Linked DNA regions of Zea mays: region 2 is linked to region 1. The links are chromatin contacts, called in public Hi-C maps. All regions are on one chromosome and are shown on one strand. Each heading gives the region's core, a stretch centred on a gene start, on an enhancer-like site or on the middle of the called end of the contact. The rest is flanking DNA. Distances are from core to core; before and after follow the strand shown.

What was found. A called contact is a pair of places that touch in the nucleus more often than the background predicts.
Region 2: a Hi-C map of endosperm shows a contact between it and region 1, with 2.3 times the contacts expected there. The contact joins the promoter of LOC100384330 here to the promoter of LOC100283771 in region 1. A contact is called at or near these places in 2 of 25 Hi-C or Micro-C datasets (endosperm and leaf).

The regions. Positions count from the first base shown.
Region 1 is chr5:80,905,229-80,910,071 of Zm-B73-REFERENCE-NAM-5.0, forward strand. LOC100283771 (antigenic determinant of rec-A protein) reads right to left here and starts at 2,018. Exons shown (of 1, transcript NM_001156670.2): 1 at 251-2,018. The coding sequence starts at 1,804. The coding sequence ends at 530. It overlaps LOC100277544 (antigenic determinant of rec-A protein, mRNA), which reads left to right and starts at 2,239. Exons shown (of 2, transcript NM_001327758.1): 1 at 2,239-4,843. The coding sequence starts at 2,270.
Region 2 is chr5:81,542,976-81,547,818 of Zm-B73-REFERENCE-NAM-5.0, forward strand. It overlaps LOC100384330, which reads left to right and starts at 2,823. Exons shown (of 25, transcript NM_001362350.1): 1 at 2,823-3,131; 2 at 3,249-3,349; 3 at 3,672-3,792; 4 at 3,882-3,941; 5 at 4,058-4,125; 6 at 4,602-4,644. The coding sequence starts at 3,015. It also overlaps the pseudogene LOC109939505.

The DNA.
Region 1 (4,843 bases), core at 768-3,267:
ATACAATATATGCAAACTTTTGCTGCTTCTTTTAAAGCTACACTTCAGAATTTAATTGAAGAAACGGCATAGCTGTACTCAAATAACTTTCAAAAGTATACTCGGAAACGGTTGCAAATCATAAATCACATAGAAAAAAACATTGGAAAACTACTTTTACTAATTCTCAATTATGCTTTGGTGGTATTCTTTTAGTTGAGTCCTTTACCTTCATAACAACATCCAAAAATATGATAACATATCAAAATAATTGATTGGCAAATAATGCTGAAACTCATCAATACGGTTATTCTGGTCTAGTAACAAGCAAACATAAATGAGAGCATTTTCTCACAGATAGCCTTTCAGCAGTTACCGCGAACTAGAAACATCAAGATATCAAACACTGCTTCAACAGAAGATATTCCAGCACAAACAATAACAAGCACAGAAACTATTAAGAATCTAATCGACAGAGCTAGTACACTAGATCGTATAGCTTGTTTGCTTCAGTGATGATCCAGGAAAATGGAATGAATCACGTTGTATATCATGAGGATATCTTGCAAATGTCCTCGTATTCGACAGCCCTGAGAACCTTCCCATCATAGAGGCCTTTCTCAACCTGCACTTTTGCACAGAATTTCTCAGTGTCCACTGAAAGCAACCTGGCATTTGACCCCCGATAAGCCCCATTGACAATCCGCACAAGTCCACCAATCTGAGGGATCACGGTCTCAAGCTCATCTTGGTCGACCCTGAGAACATGCTTGCTCTCCAACATCTCAATCTCCCCAACATATTTATCAATAACTTTCTTCACCACCCCTTTCTGCTTGTAGTACCCCTTCTCTGCCAATGACTTGCTCATCACTTTGACCACAATCCCAGGGCACAGCCAGTAGTCCTTCCTATTGCTCCTCTCCTTGGCCTTCTCCTCCTCCTTCATCAGCTCGTCCAATGCTGACCTCTTTGCCTCTGCTGCCTTCACATCCTTTCCCATCTTCTTGGTCAACTCATTCTTCTCCTGGTCTCGGGTGCCTGAGCCATCCTCCTCATCAAAACCAAATTTCATCTTCGGCTTATCGTCAAAAGGATTAACCTTGGGCCCCGGCACAGCCTTCTGAAGCGCAATCGCAATCTTACCTGTTGCCTTATCTGCCTCTTTCGAGTCATCCTCCGGCTCCTGCTCATCATCATCCGAACCTGAATACTCTCCTTCACTGCCAGACTCAGGCTCGCCCTCGGCAGCACCACCACCATTGGGTTTAGCTAAGGACTTGTGCGCACGCTCAATCTGGCGGGCAATCATGCGCTCCTGGCGCTCGTCGTCAGCCATGTCTGACTTGATCCTCTTGCGCTTGAGGCGTTCCTTGACGGCCTGCTCCGAGTCACGGTCGATGTAGGTCATGAACCACCCCTTGGGCGTGTCCTCGACCTTACAGTACCCCTCGCGCCCCAGGAACTTGACGAACTCGGTGAGCGTGGCCCACCGCGTGGAGTTCATGTGGACGTGGTGCCGGTCGGCGATGTACTCGTTGTAGACGACGGTGGCGGCGACGCGGGAGTGGCGGTGCGCGCGGCGGATGAGGGAGAGGAAGGACTCGAGGAACTCCTCGGAGAAGCCCTCGACGACGCGGTCGGGGGCCATGCCGAACACCTGCATCTGCCTCTGGTGCGACTCCGACATGCAGTGGCACTTGAACCCGTTCTCGTCGCGGCACTGCTTCTGACACATCTGACAGTACCACCGCAGCTTCTGCAGCCCCTTCGCCTTGATCCGGTTTGCGATCGCCTTCGGCGTCAGGAACTCGTGCTTCCCCATCGTGCGGGAGAGGCCCTTGCCGCACAAGCAGGATGGGAATTACAGGTAGAAGAAGGGGGGAGCACGTTGGTCAAGGAGACGGACGCGAGGCGACGAGGAGTGGATTATTATTGTGGAGAGAGGCAGCGGCGGAGGCCGGAGAGGAGGCCGGCGACGGCGAGATTGGGGAGTGCGTGAACGGATTGGGGATCGATTGGATTGGGGCGAGGGCTTTGTTTTTTTTTGTTGCTTTTTTTGTTTTTTTATTAGACAGGCGAGGGCTTTGTTGGGACTTGGGAATAAGTCCAAGGCTAGCACCACAAATGAACGATCCGGATCGCGTAAACGATCAATCAACGGACGAGATCCAGCCACCGTGCCAGATTTTTCAACCCAACGCATGTGAAGGGCGCGCATCGTATCTTATCTTCACTCTCCGTCCACCAAAGCAAACCCTACCCGCTCCCTTCCCGCGCCGCCGCCGCCATGGACTCGATCGACGCAGATCTCGCGCGCACGCAAGAGGAGCGGCGCAGGATGGAGGAGGCGCTGGCGGCTGGCGCGCCCATGGCCGTGTCCTCCGTCACCTTCGACACCGACCTCTACGGCGGCGGGGGCGCCGACCCCAACCGCTTCGCGGGCTACGACACCTCCATCCCGGCCTCCGAGGACGACGCCGCGGAGGACGACGCGGAGGCCGCCAACCCTGCGCCGCGCCGCCTCGCGGCCTACACGGGCCACGCCATCGCCGCCGCCGACATCCCGCGGTCGGCCGACGACGACGACGGGCTGCCCAAGAGGTCCCAGCGCATCATCGACCGCGAGGACGACTACCGCCGCCGCCGCCTCAACCAGATCATCTCGCCGGAGCGCCATGACCCGTTCGCCGCTGGGGAGGCCACCCCGGACCCCTCGGTGCGGACCTACGCTGACGTCATGCGCGACGCGGCGCTGCAGAAGAAGAAGGAGGACCTGCTGAGGGAGATTGCCAAGAAGAAGAAGGAAGAGGAAGAGAAGGAGAAGGAGAGGAAGGCTGCCGCTCCTGAGCAGCCTGCCGCCACAACAAAGCGGCGCAACAGGTGGGATCAGTCGCAGGACGGCGACGCTGGTGCCGGTGCCAAGAAGGTGAAGACATCCTCGGACTGGGATGCCCCTGATGCGACTCCTGGGATTGGCCGTTGGGATGCCACCCCCGGACGTGTTGGAGACGCCACACCCTCCGTGAGAAGGAACAGATGGGATGAGACACCGACTCCAGGGAGGATGGCCGATGCTGATGCTACGCCTGCAGCTGGCGGTGCCACCCCTGGGGCTACTCCTTCTGGGGCTTGGGACGCGACTCCAAAGCTGCCTGGTGGTGTCACGCCAACCCCTGGTAAGAAGCAGAGATCAAGGTGGGATGAGACACCAGCAAGTATGGGGAGTGCAACCCCTGGTAGTCTTGGTGCTGCAACACCTGCTGGTTATACTCCTGGTCCAACGCCATTTGGTGCAGAGAACCTTGCCACACCAACTCCTAGCCAGATTGCTCGTGGACCGATCACTCCGGAGCAGTACCAGCTCATGCGGTGGGAGCGGGACATTGAGGAGAGGAACAGGCCTCTCACTGACGAGGAGCTTGATGCCATGTTCCCGCAGGAGGGCTACAAGATTCTTGAGCCCCCGGCTTCCTACCAGCCCATCAGGACCCCGGCAAGGAAGCTCCTTGCGACACCGACACCTCTGGGGACACCACTTTATGCTATTCCAGAGGAGAATCGTGGGCAGCATTTTGATGTGCCCAAGGAGCTGCCTGGTGGGTTGCCACTCATGAAGCCCGAGGATTACCAGTACTTTGGAACTTTGCTGAACGAGGAAGAGGAGGAGCAGCTATCGCCAGAGGAGCAGAAGGAGAGGAAAATCATGAAACTGTTACTCAAAGTGAAGAATGGCACACCCCCACAGCGTAAAACAGCACTTCGGCAACTGACAGACAAAGCCCGTGAATTTGGTGCAGGACCGTTGTTCAACAAAATACTGCCCTTACTCATGCAGCCAACACTGGAGGACCAGGAGAGGCATCTTTTGGTGAAGGTCATTGACAGAGTACTTTATAAGCTCGATGAGCTGGTCCGTCCTTTTGTGCACAAGATTCTTGTGGTTATTGAACCACTGTTGATTGATGAGGACTATTATGCTCGTGTTGAAGGCAGGGAGATCATCTCAAACCTTAGCAAAGCAGCTGGGCTTGCTACTATGATTGCTGCTATGCGACCCGACATCGATAACATTGATGAGTATGTGAGAAACACCACTGCTAGGGCGTTCAGTGTGGTGGCTTCTGCTTTGGGTATCCCTGCCCTTTTACCATTCTTGAAGGCTGTCTGTCAGAGTAAGAAGTCTTGGCAGGCTAGGCACACTGGTATCAAAATCGTCCAACAGATTGCTATTCTCATGGGCTGTGCTGTTTTGCCACACCTCAAGTCACTAGTTGAGATCATTGAGCATGGGCTGAGCGATGAAAACCAGAAAGTTCGTACAATTACTGCCCTTTCTCTTGCTGCACTTGCTGAGGCTGCTGCACCATATGGTATAGAAAGTTTTGATACTGTATTGAAACCTCTGTGGAAGGGTATCAGATCTCACCGTGGGAAGGTCCTTGCTGCCTTCCTAAAGGCCATTGGTTTCATCATCCCTCTTATGGATGCTCTGTATGCTAGCTACTACACAAAGGAGGTGATGCAGGTCCTCATTAGGGAGTTCCAGTCTCCAGATGAAGAAATGAAGAAAATTGTTCTCAAGGTGGTGAAACAGTGTGTCAGTACAGAGGGTGTGGAGGCTGATTATATCCGGAATGACATCCTTCCAGATTTCTTCAAGCACTTCTGGGTGAGGAGAATGGCTCTAGATCGCAGGAACTATAAGCAGCTTGTGGAAACTACAGTTGAGATGGCAAACAAGGTTGGAGTTGCTGATATTGTTGGGAGGGTTGTTGAGGATCTGAAAGATGAAAGTGAGCCCTACAGAAGAATGGTGATGGAAACAATCGAGAAGGTGGTAGCCAACTTGGGTGCATCAGAT
Region 2 (4,843 bases), core at 1,573-4,072, 640 kb after region 1:
GTGAACTGCCAGAATTTCTTGGTGGCAAATGCAATTGTATTGAAGGTTGCCAAAGATCTGACAAAGGTCCTTGGAAGGATCCCAACATAATAAAGGTAAAAAAATATACTGTCACTTTACCCCAGCCACCAAGTATTATGAAAAAGAAAACAAGAATAAATATCAAAGAAGAAAAGGGGATACTTCAATGTCTTCTGTTGCTAACTTGATGCATCTTCAATTTGTCCACAGAGTCCTCAATGACGAGGCAAACTACGACAGACAAATTGTGACCATATCCAGCATTGATGGAAAAATAATACGTTATGCTAGGCCAGATCACTCAACTGTAAGTCTATGAATTCTTGAGAGTAGAAGTTTCGAGATGCATCATTCTCAATCATCAGTCAGTACTTACTCCATTATTCTGCTGAAGCAGAGAAAAGTGAGTGATGCATCTGCCGAGTCTGGATCTGAAGTGGAAGATGTAACATCTCCTACTGCATCAAGGAACCTGATTACACATCCTATTTTGACCCATGTTCACGAGGAGGCAAGTGGCTAAGCCTGTACAGTTTAGTGTATGAACAAAAAACTGACACTACTGGCATAGTCTAAACATTATTCATGAAGGGTCACTAAATTGTAACCGTTCTGTAAACATTCATTGAACAAGAAATGGTACCACACCCCCTTTATTTTCCTGTTGCTTTTGGTAATATGGGTTCTAACCAGTCCACTTTCCAAACAAATTGGAGTGTAACTTGGTCTATACTCTTTTTGAAATGCTATATTGGGCCTTCCAATCGATCAACATATCAGTTGCAGGTTTTAATTCTGCCTTTTCCCTAAATTTTGCTTAAGATAAAAGAATACCGATGACATGACTTAGAAAATATAGTTGAGTAGCATATCCAGATGTCACTGAATTACCAGATCATACAATTCATTTCCTTCCTTCATGTGCTTTTCCTTTTCTCATTTTTTCAATTTTATAGGAATACTTATCACACTTAATGTGCGCCGGCCTTGCATGGTCTCATTCTCATTGATGGATACTTATCACAATAAGCCTTGGATGCAACAACTATTGTTAGTCCTATCTTTTGCTGTCAAGATGGACTCACTATCAATTTTGAAATGTCATGTAACAGTTGGGACTCATGACTCATCCATTGATGTGTTGCACTAAAAAAGATGGGGATGGCGTTCACCGGCCCAGAGATTAAGATGACACAAGCTTGACACAAATGATGGGTTGTGAACCAGGAGATAATTTCCAAGGTTTGCTCTCCTCGTGATTTTATAGTGTGTGATATATGCTTATACAAGATCATGCCAACTAATGGAATGTTCATTTAAACATTAGACTTGATAAAGGAGCATGGCGTGTACTGAAGGGTCCATTCAACTACACGACTCGTGATGAAGCTGGTATACCCCGAGAATGGTAACTTCTGACCAGCATGACATAAGTCTGTAAGCATTCACATCTTTATGAGGTTAATTTTTATATTATTTCATGTACGACAAGAAGTTCAAACAAGAAGCAGCACAAAAACTTTCAGATGTGAGAGACTGTCATAGTTTTTTATGATAATGTTTTGCTATGGAGCTAAACTGGCAATATGTTCTTGACGGGTCCATGATAGATTAGCTTGTATTGTTGAGATGGAGAAAAAGAATGCAAGTTTGGGTAGGCGCTCTACTAATTATTTACCATATTTAAACCAGTCTTCTTAACCTTGAAAACTATAAAATATCTCATTAGCCATACCTGCCATTCATATAATCATATCCTTTTCAGTCACATGTGTTAAATTTGAGGGACTATTTGTTTTTTCATATAAGTTATATTTGTTATCTATTTGTCTGCCCACCCAGATGTTCTTAGTTTGGATTGCCTGTTGCTGTTGGCAACTTTGAAAGTTGAGCTCATGTGACTTGTGCGAAATCGCTAGAAATTATGTCTACCAATCCAGTTTCTCTCATAGGCTCAAGATATGGGTCGTTTGGTGCGGGTCATAGATGAATTCTCTATCTCTCTCTCTGTGTGTCTTTTTTGTTTTGCTGAGCATCTAACACTGGTCGTTTTACTGGATTGGGAGAAACTACTATAGAAGGGGTCTGGAGAGTAATGACATCCACTAGACAAATGTTCCCCACATTAGGTTGAATTTCGACACACTGTATATACCTACCTCCATATTTAAATGGTGTATCTCTATGTGATGTTCTTGTTGTATCTGTTTATGATCTATCTTATACTTATCCTGGACTACAGATCTCGAAAGAACAAATGAAGCTGATACATTTTGGAAATGTTAAAGTAGCCGAAGAAGAAATTGACAGGTGAAGTATAAGGGAATTGTCATGGTGTGGCAGTAGAGGTGTAGAAGTGGCGGTAAGAGAGATTGATACTAATGATTTGTTTATTGTAGACTACTTGCATTAGCTTTTTTTCTACAGGTCAATTATGTTATGTTTTATTTGTGTACATGTTTGAGATATGCTACCAAATAGCTCTAGCAATAAAAAAAACTACCTATATTTTGGTTGTACGTGTTTTAATAATTATCTCATTTAAATAAGGTATAACTATGTAATATATGGAAATCGTAGCACCACACCAGCCTTCAACTAGTAAAGATATACGATACGCACATTCATTTTTCACGGTCCGCTAGAGTCACCTAACAATACGCAACCCTCGTCGACCGTCGTCCTAGTTAAGAATCCGTGGGCCCGAGAGAACAATTGCTCGGCCCACGTCTACTCTTCTTGGACGAGGGGCAAAAGCTGCGTCGAAACGGGAGGCGTGGCTCTACGCTAGCACGCTCCACCTCGGACGTCTCTTCTACCTCTCCGTAACAAAGGCGCACGGGCAAAGCGGATCCCCTCTTCCACTCCGCTGCCTCACTTCCGCCGCACGCGACCGGAGGCGGCTCACCGCGTAGCCGCGAGCCCAACCCTTGCCCCGCCCGCCCGTCCTTCATTCCTTCCGGTGGACTAGCCGCCGTACGCCTCAGGCAGCCATGTCTCCCCCCGAGAATCCCAGCCCCGCGGCGCCGGCCGAGCCGTCGCAGCCGCCGCCACCGGCTGCCGCGGCCAAGGGGAAGCGGAAGAAGGACGAGAAGAAGGATGACGATCTGGTGAGTCCGCCCCGCTTCGAGCCCTAGGAGAGGTCGAACTGCGGTGGCTAAAATCTCGCTCCTCTTGTTTTGATCTTGGGGTTTTGCTTCCGCCTGACGTGTCGGATGGTGCCGCAGTCGGAGGAGGATCTGGCGCTGAAGGAGCAGCTGGAGCTCTACGTCGTGCGGGCGCAGGATGCGGATCCGGGCGTGCAGAAGCTCGCGCTCGAGAGCATGAGGTACTGCCCGCTTCGCAAATCCGCCCGATTCAGGTCTAGGGTTGCGTGGCCCCAAGGGTAACTCAGCTTTTGTGGTGGTCCTCGTGTGATATTAGTTGTGGGTTTAAGTTTGTCATCTTTGTGAAGATTTGGTTGAGCTTGAGCGTCGTGGTGCTGTATGTTTCTTATTGCCTATATAGTGTGTAGAGATTAAGACGAGTTTTCCTGTGTATGACAATGATAATTGAGTGTTCCAGCTGCACTCCTGTAGTTCTGGACTTCTGGTGCAACCAACGTCTTATTTCTTGACCCCTTTGCTGCCACTAAAACTGATCTGTTTCAGGCAGGAGATTCGCTCTGCCACGAGCTCAATGACTTCAGTTCCAAAGCCGCTGAAATTCCTCCGCCCACACTTTGGAACTCTCAAGTCCTATTTCGAAACAATGCCAGAGTCCGAGCTCAAGGTATCTGTGATCACTTCGGGCCACCCAGCTGAGGTATGTTGTATATTGGTTTGGCACAGTGTTGATGCCGGCATCTTATTGTTTTGCAGAAGTACATGGCTGACATACTGTCAGTGTTAGCTTTAACAATGTCCGTTGAAGGAGAAAGAGTATGTGCCCACCACAATAGTTATCTTCATATTGCCATTATTTTTTTTTTGTTTAACAAAAAATCAAACCTTCAGCTGTTCCGTGAATCTGGAATTGAGACATCATCTTGTCGCAGGAGAGTCTGAAATACCGTTTGCTGGGTTCTGAAGGTGATATTGGTTCATGGGGTCATGAATATGTGAGGTATGGTTGAACTGAAATAATATGTTTCCTGTCTGCTACACTGTTTTTCCTGGTTCCTTCAATCAGTGAAGTCTAAATTTTTGTATCGTGCTGTATTGCCAATGCTACTCATGCTACGTTATGCAAACACAATAAGAAGTTGGTAAGCATTTATTGGACTAATATATCACACTATATCATGAAACAATAAGTGATCTTATACAAGTATATGCTGTTTACAAACTTGGTCACATCCTGTTCAAATAACAACAGAGCATAGGGATGATTGATGATTCTTTTTTGTACTTGGTTTTCACTCAGGATTTTTTTTTTGCATAGAGTAACCTCTTCCTGAAATGCTGTTGATTCAGCTGTGTACTTGTTGGGAAGTTTATTTTACCTGTTTGATATGCTATTTTTTTAAATATAGATACACTGTTTGCATTCAATTTCTTTGCAAAACTGTTGGATTTTACATGAATAACTGCCCTATGCAGAAATTTGGCCGGTGAGATTGCACAAGAATTCCAAAAGCGTCAGGTTGCACTCTCACTCATGCTAGAATTCTTAATCATTTTGTATTGTTGTTATTGTTAGACTACCCGTCTAGGGTTTGTGGTGTCCCTCTTGTAATGACCGTCATACCCCCTGTGTAATGGGCCTGGCCCAATTACTTACTCTATTAATACCACTCCCAACCCCTGTTTAGGGTATGGGTTCAGTTTCCAATATGGTATCA